Regions from separate parts of the Podarcis muralis genome. Here region 1 is linked to region 2. A link is a contact called in public Hi-C data. All regions are on one chromosome and are shown on one strand. Each heading gives the region's core, a stretch centred on a gene start, on an enhancer-like site or on the middle of the called end of the contact. The rest is flanking DNA. Distances are from core to core; before and after follow the strand shown.

The links. Hi-C and Micro-C count contacts between places; a contact is called where the count stands out from the background.
Region 1: a Hi-C map of tail shows a contact between it and region 2, with 3 times the contacts expected there. The contact joins the promoter of DYNC1I2 here to the promoter of DLX2 in region 2. A contact is called at or near these places in 2 of 3 Hi-C or Micro-C datasets (blood and tail).

The regions. Positions count from the first base shown.
Region 1 is chr1:116,836,283-116,842,461 of rPodMur119.hap1.1, forward strand. DYNC1I2 (dynein cytoplasmic 1 intermediate chain 2) reads right to left here and starts at 2,192. Exons shown (of 17, transcript XM_028749782.2): 1 at 1,968-2,192.
Region 2 is chr1:116,550,420-116,556,661 of rPodMur119.hap1.1, forward strand. DLX2 (distal-less homeobox 2) reads left to right here and starts at 4,111. Exons shown (of 3, transcript XM_028749634.2): 1 at 4,111-4,785; 2 at 5,182-5,369. The coding sequence starts at 4,389.

The DNA.
Region 1 (6,179 bases), core at 942-3,441, 280 kb after region 2:
CCTCCAAAGAAGGAGACTCCACCACACTCCTTGGCAGCAAATTCCACTGTCGAACAGCTCTTACTGTCAGGAAGTTCTTCCTAATGTTTAGGTGGAATCTTCTTTCTTGTAGTTTGGATCCATTGCTCCGTGTCCGCTTCTCTGGAGCAGCAGAAAACAGCCTTTCTCCCTCCTCTATGTGACATCCTTTTATATATTTGAACATGGCTATCATATCACCCCTTAACCTCCTCTTCTCCAGGCTAAACATGCCCAGCTCCCTTAGCCGTTCCTCATAAGGCATCATTTCCAGGCCTTTGACTATTTTGGTTGCCCTCCTCTGGACACGTTCCAGTTTGTCAGTGTCCTTCTTGAACTGTGGTGCCCAGAACTGGACACAGTACTCCAGGTGAGGTCTGACCAGAGCAGAATACAGTGGCACTATTACTTCCCTTGATCTAGATGCTATACTCCTATTGACGAGGCCCAGAATTGCATTGGCTTTTTTAGCTGCCGCGTCACACTGTTGGCTCATGTCAAGTTTGTGGTCAACCAAGACTCCTAGATCCTTTTCACATGTACTGCTCTCAAGCCAGGTGTCACCCATCTTGTATTTGTGCCTCTCATTTTTTTTGCCCAAGTGCAATACTTTACATTTCTCCCTATTAAAATTCATCTTGTTTGTTTTGGCCCAGTTCTCTAATCTGTCAAGGTCGTTTTGAAGTGTGATCCTGTCCTCTGGGGTGTTAGCCACCCCTCCCAGTTTGGTGTCATCTGCAAATTTGATCAGGATGCCCTTGAGTCCATCATCCAATGAAATCATCCATCATCCAATCCACTCTTGTGGATGAGGCACACAAATAAGGCCCTCAGAAGATGATCTCAGGGTCCAGGTGGGTTCATATGGGAAAAGGAGGTCCTTGAGGTATTGCAGTCCTGAGCCGTTGAAGGCTCTATAGGTCAAAACCAGCACTTTGAACTGGGCCTGGAAACTAATTGGTAGCCAGTGCAGTCGGACTAAGACATAGCTGTCAACGTTTTCCTTTTTTTAAAGGGAGATTCCCTTATTCTGAATAGGATTCCTCGCAAGAAAAGGGAAAAGTTGACAGCTATGGACTAAGACCAGTGTGATATGCTCAAACTGTCTTGCCCCGGTGAGAAACCGGGTCTTTAAAAAAGTAATTCCAGTATAATTATAATAATAATTTATTATTTATACCCTGCCCATCTGGCTGGGTTTCCCCAGCCACTCTGGGCGGCTTCCAACAAAACACTAAAATACAATGACCTATTAAACATTCCCTAAACAGGGTTGCCTTCAGATGTCTTCTAAAAGTCTGGTAGTTGTTGTTCTCTTTGACATCTGGTGGGAGGGCGTTCCACAGGGTAGGTGCCACTACCGAGAAGGTCCTCTGCCTGGCTCCCTGTAACTTGGCTTCTCGCAGTGAGGGAACAGCCAGAAAGTCCTCGGCGCTGGACCTCAGTGTCCGGGCAGAACGATGGGGGTGGAGACGCTCCTTCAGGTATACTGGACTGAGGCCGTTTAGGGCTTTAAAGGTCAGCACCAACACTTTGAATTGTGCTCGGAAACGTACTGGGAGCCGGTGTTGGTCTTTCAAGACGGTGTGACATCCCTCCCTCCCCCCATCACGGTAAGACACTTTCGCTGCTGCCGACACGGGAAGCAAAAGCGCCCGGAGATACAAGGGAAGCAAACCGAAGGCGAAGCAAGCAAGCGCCGCTCTGAGAGGAAAGCGGCGGCGACAACGCGCGGGCGGGGCAGGGGGAGAGGCGCGGCTCCGGGGCGTCGTCCCCCCCCCCCCGCGGCTCCACCCCTCCTCCTCCTCTCCGCGCGCGCCCCCCCTCCCCTCGCACCCTCAACGGTCACAGGCTGACCGTTACTCCTGAGGCCACACGGCTCCGAAGCCGCCCAGGGTCTCTCTCTCCCCCCCCACCCCCGCCGCCTGGAGGAAGCGGGTGGGGCTCACCCCGCCGGCGGTCTCGAAGGCCGCGCTGACCTGTCACCGGGGCTTTTCCTCCGCTCAAATTGCCCCCGCCGGCTTTGCTCCGAGATGCTCCTTCACAAAGGGCGGCGGGGAAGGGGCGAGACGGCAGCGGCTTCCAGTAAGGCGGTTGAGACCCAAAGCAAAGCCCCGCCGGAGACAGCTCAGCATCACCTGACGAGACGCGCATGCGCCGAAATGAGGCGAGGAGACTGGACGGAGCAGCCGCCGCCGTCCCTTGCGTAGCTTGGGCGTTGGGGAGTGTGGAATGAGGCGCATGCGCGCGGCGAGAAACGCGAGTGACGTACCCTCAAACGGTCGACGGGCGGAAGGGCGGTTTGTCTCGGGGCCCAGGACTAGGTTGCTCCACTGTTTTTCTGTGTGGGGTGTTTTTGTTTTTAATAGAGCGAAGGAATCAGTCAGCCACTTGCTGACATCTCTCAGATATAGCGTTGGTTAAGGGGAGGTAAGGACTACAATTCCCAGCATGCCATGCGGCCAAGCCTCGTTCCCGCCCACTTGCCTTACTGTCAAGCCTTCAGCCTCTTGTAAAAGGAGGAAGAGCGGTGCATTCTGGGAACCGCCATGAGTTGCCCCGGGGCGAATTGGGAATTGCAGTCCGCTTTCCGCGCTTGGGTTGCCTGAAGGAAGCCGAAAGTGAACCCGTTGCTTGCTCTCCATCTGGTCCGGCGGCTGAAAGTGAGGCGCATCCTTACACTGTGCATCGCTTGCCAAATGCAATTTACTCAGCGGATGTTGGTCCTGATAGGGGTTTCTGCTGTTTTTTTCATAGCACAGGTTGCCCGAAATCTGATCCGGACGACGTGACCCACCCACTCGGAAGTAAATCGCACTGAATTCAAGCTGTGTGACTCCCAAGTAACGGGCAACAAAATAACACAGTAGTTCTGCTGGGCGTGGTCGGTTGCGCTTGCTTTTGGCCCCGAGATCTGATCATAGCTGTCAACTTTTCCCTTTTCTTGCGAGGAATCCTATTCGGAATAAGGGGATTTCCCTTAAAAAAGGGGAAACGTTGACAGCTATGGATCTGATGCGTGTGCGCCAATTAATGTTGCAGTAGCATCACGAAATTAAAAGACGCCTGCTCCTTGGGAGAAAGGCGATGGCAAATCTAGACAACATCTTAAAAAGTAGAGACATCACCTTACCAACAAAGGTCCGTATAGTTAAAGCTATGGTTTTCCCAGTAGTGATGTATGGAAGTGAGAGCTGGACCATAAAGAAGGCTGATCGCCGAAGAATTGATGCTTTTGAATTATGGTGCTGGAGGAGACTCTTGAGAGTCCCATGGACTGCAAGAAGATCAAACGCATCCATTCTTAAGGAAATCAGACCTGAGTGCTCACTGGAAGGACAGATCGTGAAGTTGAGGCTCCAATACTTTGGCCACCTCATGAGAAGAGAAGACTCCCTGGAAAAGACCCTGATGTTGGGAAAGATGGATGGCACAAGGAGAAGGGGACGACAGAGGATGAGATGGTTGGATAGTGTTCTTGAAGCTACAAACATGAGCCTGACCAAACTGCGGGAGGCAGTGGAAGACAGGAGTGCCTGGCATGCTCTGGTCCATGGGGTCACGAAGAGTCGGACACCACTAAACAACAACAACGACAACAAGCATGTGCTTTCTCCTCACCCGACACCCATTCTAAGAAAACAAAACAACAAACAAACAACAAAAACCACCAGCAGGGTGACTCGCTGCTGTTCATTTCTGAGAGCCCCTTCTCCATAGGGACAGAAACAGCACTTTGACATTGTCTGCTGTCTCTGCCTTTGGCTGGACGTTTTACAGAAGGTACAAAGGCACTGTGGTAGATTCGGACCCATTTCCTTCTCTGGACACAAGACCTTTGCAGTTCTTTGAAGCTGAACGTAGAGCTGGTCTTTCTTCACTCTTGAAATGGGGAACTTGTGGCCCCTCAGAAATTGTTCAGACGCCCAACATCTGCAGTCATCATGGCCAGTGGTCAGGGAATGATGGGAGTCCGTGTCTAGCAACACCTAGAGGGCCAAATATTGTCCAACCCCAATCCCCTTTTCCAATATGCTTAGTATAAATTATTAGGAACTTGAGCAGGCCAGTTACCATTTCCCCCGCAATTGCTCCAGTTTCCTTTTTTTCTTTTAGCTTCATTACATTGATTACAGCTTTGTCTTAGGAAAATAATCAAACTTTTGAATTTTTCTCTTATCTCTATCAGATGAGAATTTGAACAGTGCATCTGTGTAAACAATAGAGGCTGTTATGTAGTTAGTTATTTTGCACAATTTATAGAATATCTCAAACCTTAAAGAGACTGCTCCTTCTCATATTGCCAGTATTTATCAGGGGAACATGAGCGAATGGCTAACTATCATTTGTAATGTTCGGAGACAACTCACATTGCTTAAAAGCAGGTTGACAGCAGGATATATGAAGACATTATCAGGGCCATTTTATATTTCTGCTGGTTGGAGTTGTGCAACCTGACACCATAATCTCTGTGTCAGTTGTATAGATATCCTCAACTACTGTCACTCTTTCTGACAGCTTTCATAGCTTTACTGACAATGCTCATCCAAGGAATACAATCAATGCCAGATCTGCAAATTTTGCCATAGGGGGCAAAAGTATGCACCGTCACCCTGTTTTGTGATGCTCACTGCCCTCAGGAAGAAAAACTGTCTGCATTTCTGTCTATTGCTCCATAAATCTGCAGATACAGATTTGTTTTAAGACCATTAAAAACAAGCTGCTGCCGAACTGAAAGAGCAGCAAGACTCCTGGATTCATTTTCTTTTTACTACCGTGTTTGAGGATTTTTTAAACAATCGAGCGGTGTATAATTTTTATGAAATAAACAAATAATTAACCTCCATATACTGAGGGACTAGAAACTTAGTAAATGAATATATCTACTAGTTGGGGTAAATATGTGCATATACAGTATATTCCAACTAGAAGAACTAAGGTTAGCAGCAGCCAAAAGCCCTGGAATGGGGCATTCCAAGGAAGGTGTTGGGCAAGTCCAGGATCTGCTGAATCCTGAACTAGTCCCACTGCCAGGGGCAAAACTAGGCTATATTTCATCTGGGTCAAAGACCTAGTTTGGCACACACCCAGTGCACATTTGCGTACACACACAGGCTGCGAGTCTCAATGGCGCCCTTCTGGAGGCTTCACTTGGGGCAAAAGACCATGTCTAGCTCTGCCCCCCCCCCCAGTAGCTACGACTCTACTCCCTGCCATCACATGACAGCATCAGGCCTGATCTGTTGTCAGGGACTGGGCAGAAGAGGAATGGTGGAGACTACCTCCCCAGCCTGACCCTTCCAGAGAAGAAGGAGACAGTTCAGAATTACAGCAGGGGTTTGAGGGAGACCACAGCTCAGAGGCAGATGAGGGGAAAAGCTGGGAAATAATGGGAGAGGAGGAGGAGGAGGAGGAAAAAGAAGAAGAAGCACCAGGGGAGCGACAGCTGATGGACTTGGTGTCTTTAGAAAGCAATCCAGACTTCCCCTTTCCCAGAACCTGGCGGGCATTGAAAGTAGGAGAGCAAAGAGCTCAAAGGCAGAGGGCAAATAGCAGCACCCGTAGCGATGACTCATGAAGAATTGGAAGAGGCGGAGGGAGTGGAGATTCACTCAGGGCAACACCATTATTCTGAGAGGCTGCATTCCCAAGCCTCTCTGTGTGAATATTGAATAAAAGCAGATGATAAGAACTTTTCCTTCTCTTGTCCGTTCTTGACAGCTTGCTGTGGGGGTTGGTTCCTCCGCCGCCTGACATCTGGACCCAGGCACTGTGAGGCTAGTGCAATGATCTGCCTGCTCCAACCAGCCACCTTTCCTCCGGTCAGTGTGCACAACAGTGTTGTGGGTGTGTTGGTGCCCCATTGCTCTGTTAAGTCTCACCCAGGTTAGGACTGGTAAAATGTGCTCTTGCACTCTTCTTAGGATCTGGGTTTGGTTTTTTTTTTAAAGTACAGAAATACCTGCATGTATGCCCAGAACAGAAAAGGGCAATGGGAGGTAGTGAGGATAGTGACCGAGGGGAGAGACAAAAAAATCAACATGTGGATACACAGCATCAAGCTCTGCCCGGTGTTGTGGATGGGAAGTAGCAGAATAAGCAATGAATATCCATGACTGAGGAAACGCAGCAATGTTTGGAAGTGAGTGTGTCAAATGTGC
Region 2 (6,242 bases), core at 2,861-5,360:
TATACTGTGGCTAGAGTTGTTAAATCATCTTGGCTAACTCATTTATGGTCTCCTGCTTCTCAGGGTGTTCAGAAGTAAGTTAGCCCTTGTGGGTTCACTGTAACAACACAGGAGACATTTGATAACATGTTTCTGGAGCCATCTACTCCAGAATCTCTAAAAGCTGGATTTGTGCCAGAGGGAGGAGAAAGTCTCCTTGCTAAAAGAAAACGAAAGCTCGTTTTACTGAAACTTCCTCATTTGACCCAATGTCCACTCTGGACAGTGTAGAACTGTAACTGATTTTATCCTCTGGCATCAATTTGATTACAAGTATTTCAAGATAGCCAGAGTATGGAACACACTATGAGGAAAAGCAACACTTGTCAAGAAGCTGTTTTTCAGGTTCAATTGATTATTTTTTTTAAATGAAAGATAGAGAGATATGGTTTCTGAGAGGCCTCCCTCAAGTTACACACACCAACATGTCAAACCTTTCACAGACATGTTTATTATAAAGAGTGGCTTCACACACGCACAGATCAGAGTGTTGAAATGAAATCATGGGTTAGACCTGTCCATACAGTGAGCTTCCTATCTTGTTTCACCCCTTTCAACCTCCTCAATGGGATACCCTTTTCTTTCAAGCATGTGTTGTTGTTTAGTCGTTTAGTCGTGTCCGACTCTTCATGACCCCATGGACCAGAGCAAACCAGGCACTCCTGTTTCCACTGCCTCCCGCAGTTTGGTCAAACTCATGCTGGTAGCTTCGAGAACACTGTCCAACCATCTCATCCTCTGTCGTCCCCTTCTCCTTGTGCCCTCCATCTTTCCCAACATCAGGGTCTTTTCCAGGTGAGTCTTCTCTTCTCATGAGGTGGCCAAAGTATTGGAGCCTCAGCTTCACGATCTGTCCTTCCAGTGGGCTGATTTCCTTCAGAATGGAGAGGTTTTATCTTCTTGCAGTCCATGGGACTCTCAAGAGTCTCCTCCAGCACCTTAATTCAAAAGCATCAATGCTTCGGCGATCAGCCTTCTTTAGGGTCCAGCTCTCACTTCCATACATCACTACTGGGAAAACCATGGCTTTAACTATATGGGCCTTTGTTGGCAAGGTGATGTCTCTGCTTTCTAGGTTTGTCATTGCTTTCCTCCCAAGAAGCAGGCGTCTTTTAATTTCGTGACTGCTGTCACCATCTGCAGTGATCATGGAGCCCAAGAAAGTACATTATTCTAAAAAAAAAAAATACACATTCTTTGAGGGATCTGAAGGTCCCAATGTGTTTGTTGTATCTACAGTAACAGGATTTTTAAAAAAGAAAAGTTGCTTGTCCTGTGCCAAACTGACCACTTACCTCTTCTGACACACAAATGAAGTATTGTATAAACGGACAGGGTGGGATGGGGGTCTGCAGGTGGATTGAAAAAGCTACATTGAGTGAAGCTGAAGTATAAATCTAATCGATGATGATGATGAGCAGCCAGTGATTTTGGTGCCAATTGAGGCTAAGGACAAACTGGTCCCTGGAGGGCTTAACTCTTGTCTCCCAGCCTCTCCTCACTTTAATTGCCCGTGGGATGGGGAGAAGAGGAAAAAAACAGAGAGAGGCGGGTTTTTCGTTTTTATTTTCATCATGTTTCTCAGAATATGAGCTGCCTTTCCGCTCAGCTGCTGTTGCAACAAGTCGATTCAAACCGCACAGGTCTGTTTCTTTCTTCTGAGGATTTCAGACGATGCACGCCAGCACAGGGTTGCGGCTTTTAATTACTATTTTGCTCGGCGGGCTGACTGAAGAGACTGGCGCCCAGGTGCGATTACGCCGTCTCCTACCTGGCCTCGCGGGCGCACGGTTTCCACGCTAGGTGGCGCTAAAAGGCAAGGTCATAAACAACCTCCTGTCGCCTCTCCAGTACAACATCCTTCTTCCTAGGGGGTGGCAGGAATCTTATCAGTCGCCGCGGGCTTTTTGTTTGTTTTTTTTAATAATGGAGGCTGCCCTTGAATTAAATCTCTCAAAATATGGGATAGCCAGCAGTGTTTTAATTTTCTTTTAAAATGCTGTCTACAACTATATATCATGATTATGTGTTGTGTCTTTATAAATCTTGTGTTAGACGATCAGGAGGTGAACTTAGTGGCTGTTGTTATTTCAAACGTTATTTCCCTGCCTAAGAACGGCTCTGCAAAGCTTATAAAGTCCAGAATTGCTCGAGGATTTGGAGCCAGGAGTTTTCGCTCCACTCCGTGTGTACGGATTTGTTTTGTTTTTCACTTTGAAAAACATTCTTACTTTGTTTTCCACTGGACGTCTCAAAGGATGGATTCCCCAGTTTAAATCGCACCATTTACCTGTAACATCGGGCCTTTCGTTTAACTCCCCCTACCTTATTCAAGCGCAAAACAGCCAGTCTTTATAGATTTTATTTCCTCGCGCAACAAAACACACACACAAACTCCTGCAATGGTACTTTGTGCATTATTGAGTGACGAAGGCAGATAGCGAAAGTAAATGGGAAGTGGGGCGTATTTGCCACGGGTTTTAGAATCTCCTCATTTCATAGATGCAAAAGCTGTAAGCATAAAAGACCAATCCTTTCCTAAGAGCTGTGAAGTTGTCCTCCACCTTCGTCTCCCCCACCCCCTAACGTCAACCCTCTTTTCGCAGCTAAAGTTTAAAAGCCTATAAGAGGTGCTTTCTTCTTGGCCTTTGAAGTCATCCTACTTATTGAAAGAAAGCGCGCAGGAGGACGAACAGGCCGGTATATTTCGTCTTATGATACGACGGTTACGCTCGTCGGACAACGTGGCTTCAGATATGGTTTTAGCAAACATTTATGCAGCCTAGTAAGCACACTTACAAGGGAGAAAAGCCCCCCCTGAACACAGCGAGGCCTTCCTACAGATTCCAAGTAAACCCTTGCGTGGCATCCCGCTGTGTGACCTGAATCCAACTAGATCAGACTGGTCTTTTTTACCTAGCAAAGGGAGACACCTTGATCATTTGACATGTTTCTGTTGTGAGCCGCCCTGGAATCTTCGGGCTAAAGGCGGTAGACAACTTTAACAACGAAGAAGAACAGGAGGAGAAGGAGGAAGAATTCTGATTTTCTTGGTTTCTGTTCTTGTATTCTTGTGTATTCTTGGTGTCCTCCTTTTGTGTTGTGAATCGCCCTGGGATCTTCCTGTGAAGGGCGGTATACAAATAATAATAAATCTGATCTTTGTTTCCATTCCTGTTTTTGTTTTATTATGTATTTTTCTGTCCTCGTTTTTTTATTTTTGTGTTGTGAACAGCCCTGGGGTTTCCGGGTGAAGGACGGTATACAAACTTAATAAATAACAATAATAATCTTGAGGTAGAACAAGAATCACCAAGCAAGAATCTAGCCTGACCGTTCCGCGTCTTCATCACAGCACACGTTTCGAAGATTCCCATTTACAGCACAGCTGTCAACGTTTCCCTTTTTTTAAGGGAAATTCCCTTATTCCGAATAGGATTCCTCGCAAGAAAAGGGAAAAGTTGACAGCTATGATTTAGAGTGAGAAGACTAAACCACTGCAAAAACTATTTTCCTTCCAACTCTAACTCCACCAGACCAGCACTCCAAACCTGAGACACTATTTGGGGGGGGGATTTTCCTCCTCCTCCTCCTCCTCCTCCTCCTCCCACCCTCTCTTCTCTGTGTGTGTCACCTGCAAGGCGCCTCCACCGCCCCGGGAAGCCAAGAGGAGAAGCAGGGCGTGGGGGAGAGAGAAAGAGAGCGAGCGCGCACTACAACGCGACCGGAACCTCTGGTTGGCTGTTGCTAGGTGACGTCGCCCGCCCTCACGTGACCGGTGTTAAATGCCCGCCTGACGGTGCCCAGCAGACGCAGACAATCCTAAAGCAGCTGCAGAAGCGGAGGCGTTGCTGCTGCTGCTGCTGTTGCTTGCAGCGCGCACGGGGGGAAAGTCTTGTGCGCGCAAACGCGCCCTGGCGCTTTGGAGAGGCGATGGCAACGGCGGCCTCCTGCCCGCCTCCTCGGGTGCAAAGGGATCCTCAGCAGTGATCTCTTTTCTTGGGCTTGGGGTTTCCAGTCTGCTTCAAGAAGGCGAACCCCCGGGTGTGTGAGGAAGAGAGAGAGAGAGAGAGAGAGAGAGAGAGAGAGAGAGAGAGAAAGAAAGAAAGAAAGAAAGAAAGAAAGAAAGAAAGAAAGAAAGAAAGAAAGAGAGGCGCGTTGTAACTTTTCCACGCGCGCCCTGTTGCCAAAGAGGAGACCTGCTTTTTCCTCTCTCTCTCTCTCTCTCTCTCTCTCTCTCTCTCTCTCTCTCTCTCTCTCTCTCGGTCCCCCTCCCCGCTGTTGGTTTGCCCTCCTGCATCCTCGGAGCGAGGGAGGGAGGGAGCAAGGGGCGGGGAGAGAGGATCAGGATGACGGGGGTCTTTGACAGCCTCGCCTCAGATATGCATTCCAACCAGATTACCTCCAGCAGTTACCATCACCAGCAGCAGCAGCAACAACAACAACACCACCACAGCTTACACAAACCCCAGGAGTCTCCCACGTTGCCTGTGTCCACCGCCACGGACAGCAGCTACTACACCAACCAGCAACAGCACCACGGAGGAGGAGGAGGAGGAAGCGCCGGGAGCAACGCGGGCAGCGGGTCCCCGTACGCGCAGATGGGCTCCTACCAGTACCACCCGAGCGGGATCAGCGCGGTGCCTTACTCCACCAAAGCCGGCAGCTACGACCTGGGGTACTCGGCCTCTTACAGCTCCTATGCAACCTACGGGGCAAGGACGTCCCCGGTCAGCAACGATCCTGGTAAGAACCAGCTCCCTCCAGGAGGGTTGAGGGGGCGGTGGGAAATTTGCTTGGGAAAGTGTGGCGCCCTGCGCTGACTTTTCCGCCGGGCACACGCAGAAGAGGAGCAGCACGTGGTTGGTAAATAATAATAATAATAATAATAATAATAATAATAATAATAATAATAATAATAATATAACTGGTTGGGTTAGAAGGTATCCTGGCGGTAGGAGCGCTCTTTCTCTCTCTCCGTTACGCGCCTGCTCTCTCCAAGGTTAGAGGATTGCGGGGAGCCATGCTGAACATAGCTACTTGTGGCAGGCAAAGCTACCCAGGAGAGGTTGGCATGTGGCTGTGGTGGGTGATGCCGCTGGGGGTGCCTCGTTATTCACGGTGCTTCCCCTTCCCTCGCAGCCGAGAAAGAAGAAGGCGAGCCCGAGATCCGGATAGTGAACGGCAAACCCAAGAAAGTTCGGAAGCCCAGGACGATCTACTCCAGCTTCCAGCTGGCGGCTCTGCAGCGGCGCTTCCAGAAGACCCAGTATCTGGCCCTGCCCGAGAGAGCCGAGCTGGCAGCATCCCTAGGCCTCACCCAAACTCAGGTAAGGAAAGAAGGCTCAGAAGCGGCTTGCACTCCGACGCGAGAAGGCTTCACGTCGGGTCCCGTCCCCCCCACGTTGGCTAGTTTATTGCATAGCAACCATTCCAGCCTTTTTTGCCAGCGGCAGTCCGGAAGGTGTTTTTTTCAGAGGAGGTTCATCCATGCAGAGGTGCCCACCATCTTATTGTTTGCCCTTCGTGAACGCAGAAAAGCGGGTGGCCTGTACAATATAGACCACCTGTAGCCGGGCAGCCTTGCTCAGACAGACCACGCATGGGCGGCGCGACAGAAGCTACAACACGCGAAATAATTCTGTTTCTGGGATCTTGACACAGTTAAACTTTTTTAAGCCCCGTCGATCGCAGTGGGGGAAGATTTAAGCATGTCTTTGTTTCCAGTGGAAGAGTTAATGTGACTTGAACGGGATCATAGGCCAGATCCTCCTTTTTGTTATCTATTCGCAGCACAGAGTTTAGGTGCGCATTGATTAAGTGCGCCTCTTTGCTTCTGGGTTTAGCTGTTAGCCTCTCTGTCTCCAACACACTCATTTCACGAAGTATCCTGTTTCATTGTACACGTGGAAGAAAAGTCACCCCGCCCCCCTCTTTATCTGGCATCTTTCAGTAAGCAAAGTTATTCAGCGTTATTTAAACCTCCTCTCGATCTGGATGAGCAACGCAGTGCTAAGAGCACACCGAGCCTCCCTTTCTCAAAGGCTGTTAGTGCACATTTAAGAAAGGAAGACACAATATCTGGTATTGGTCAAGGAGACCAGGCGGGAATGAAACTAGGGGAAACAAAAGAATGCCATTTTAAAAGGCATCTAACATACTTGGGGGGGGGGCGACTTCTGAGAATGACTGATATCAGAAAT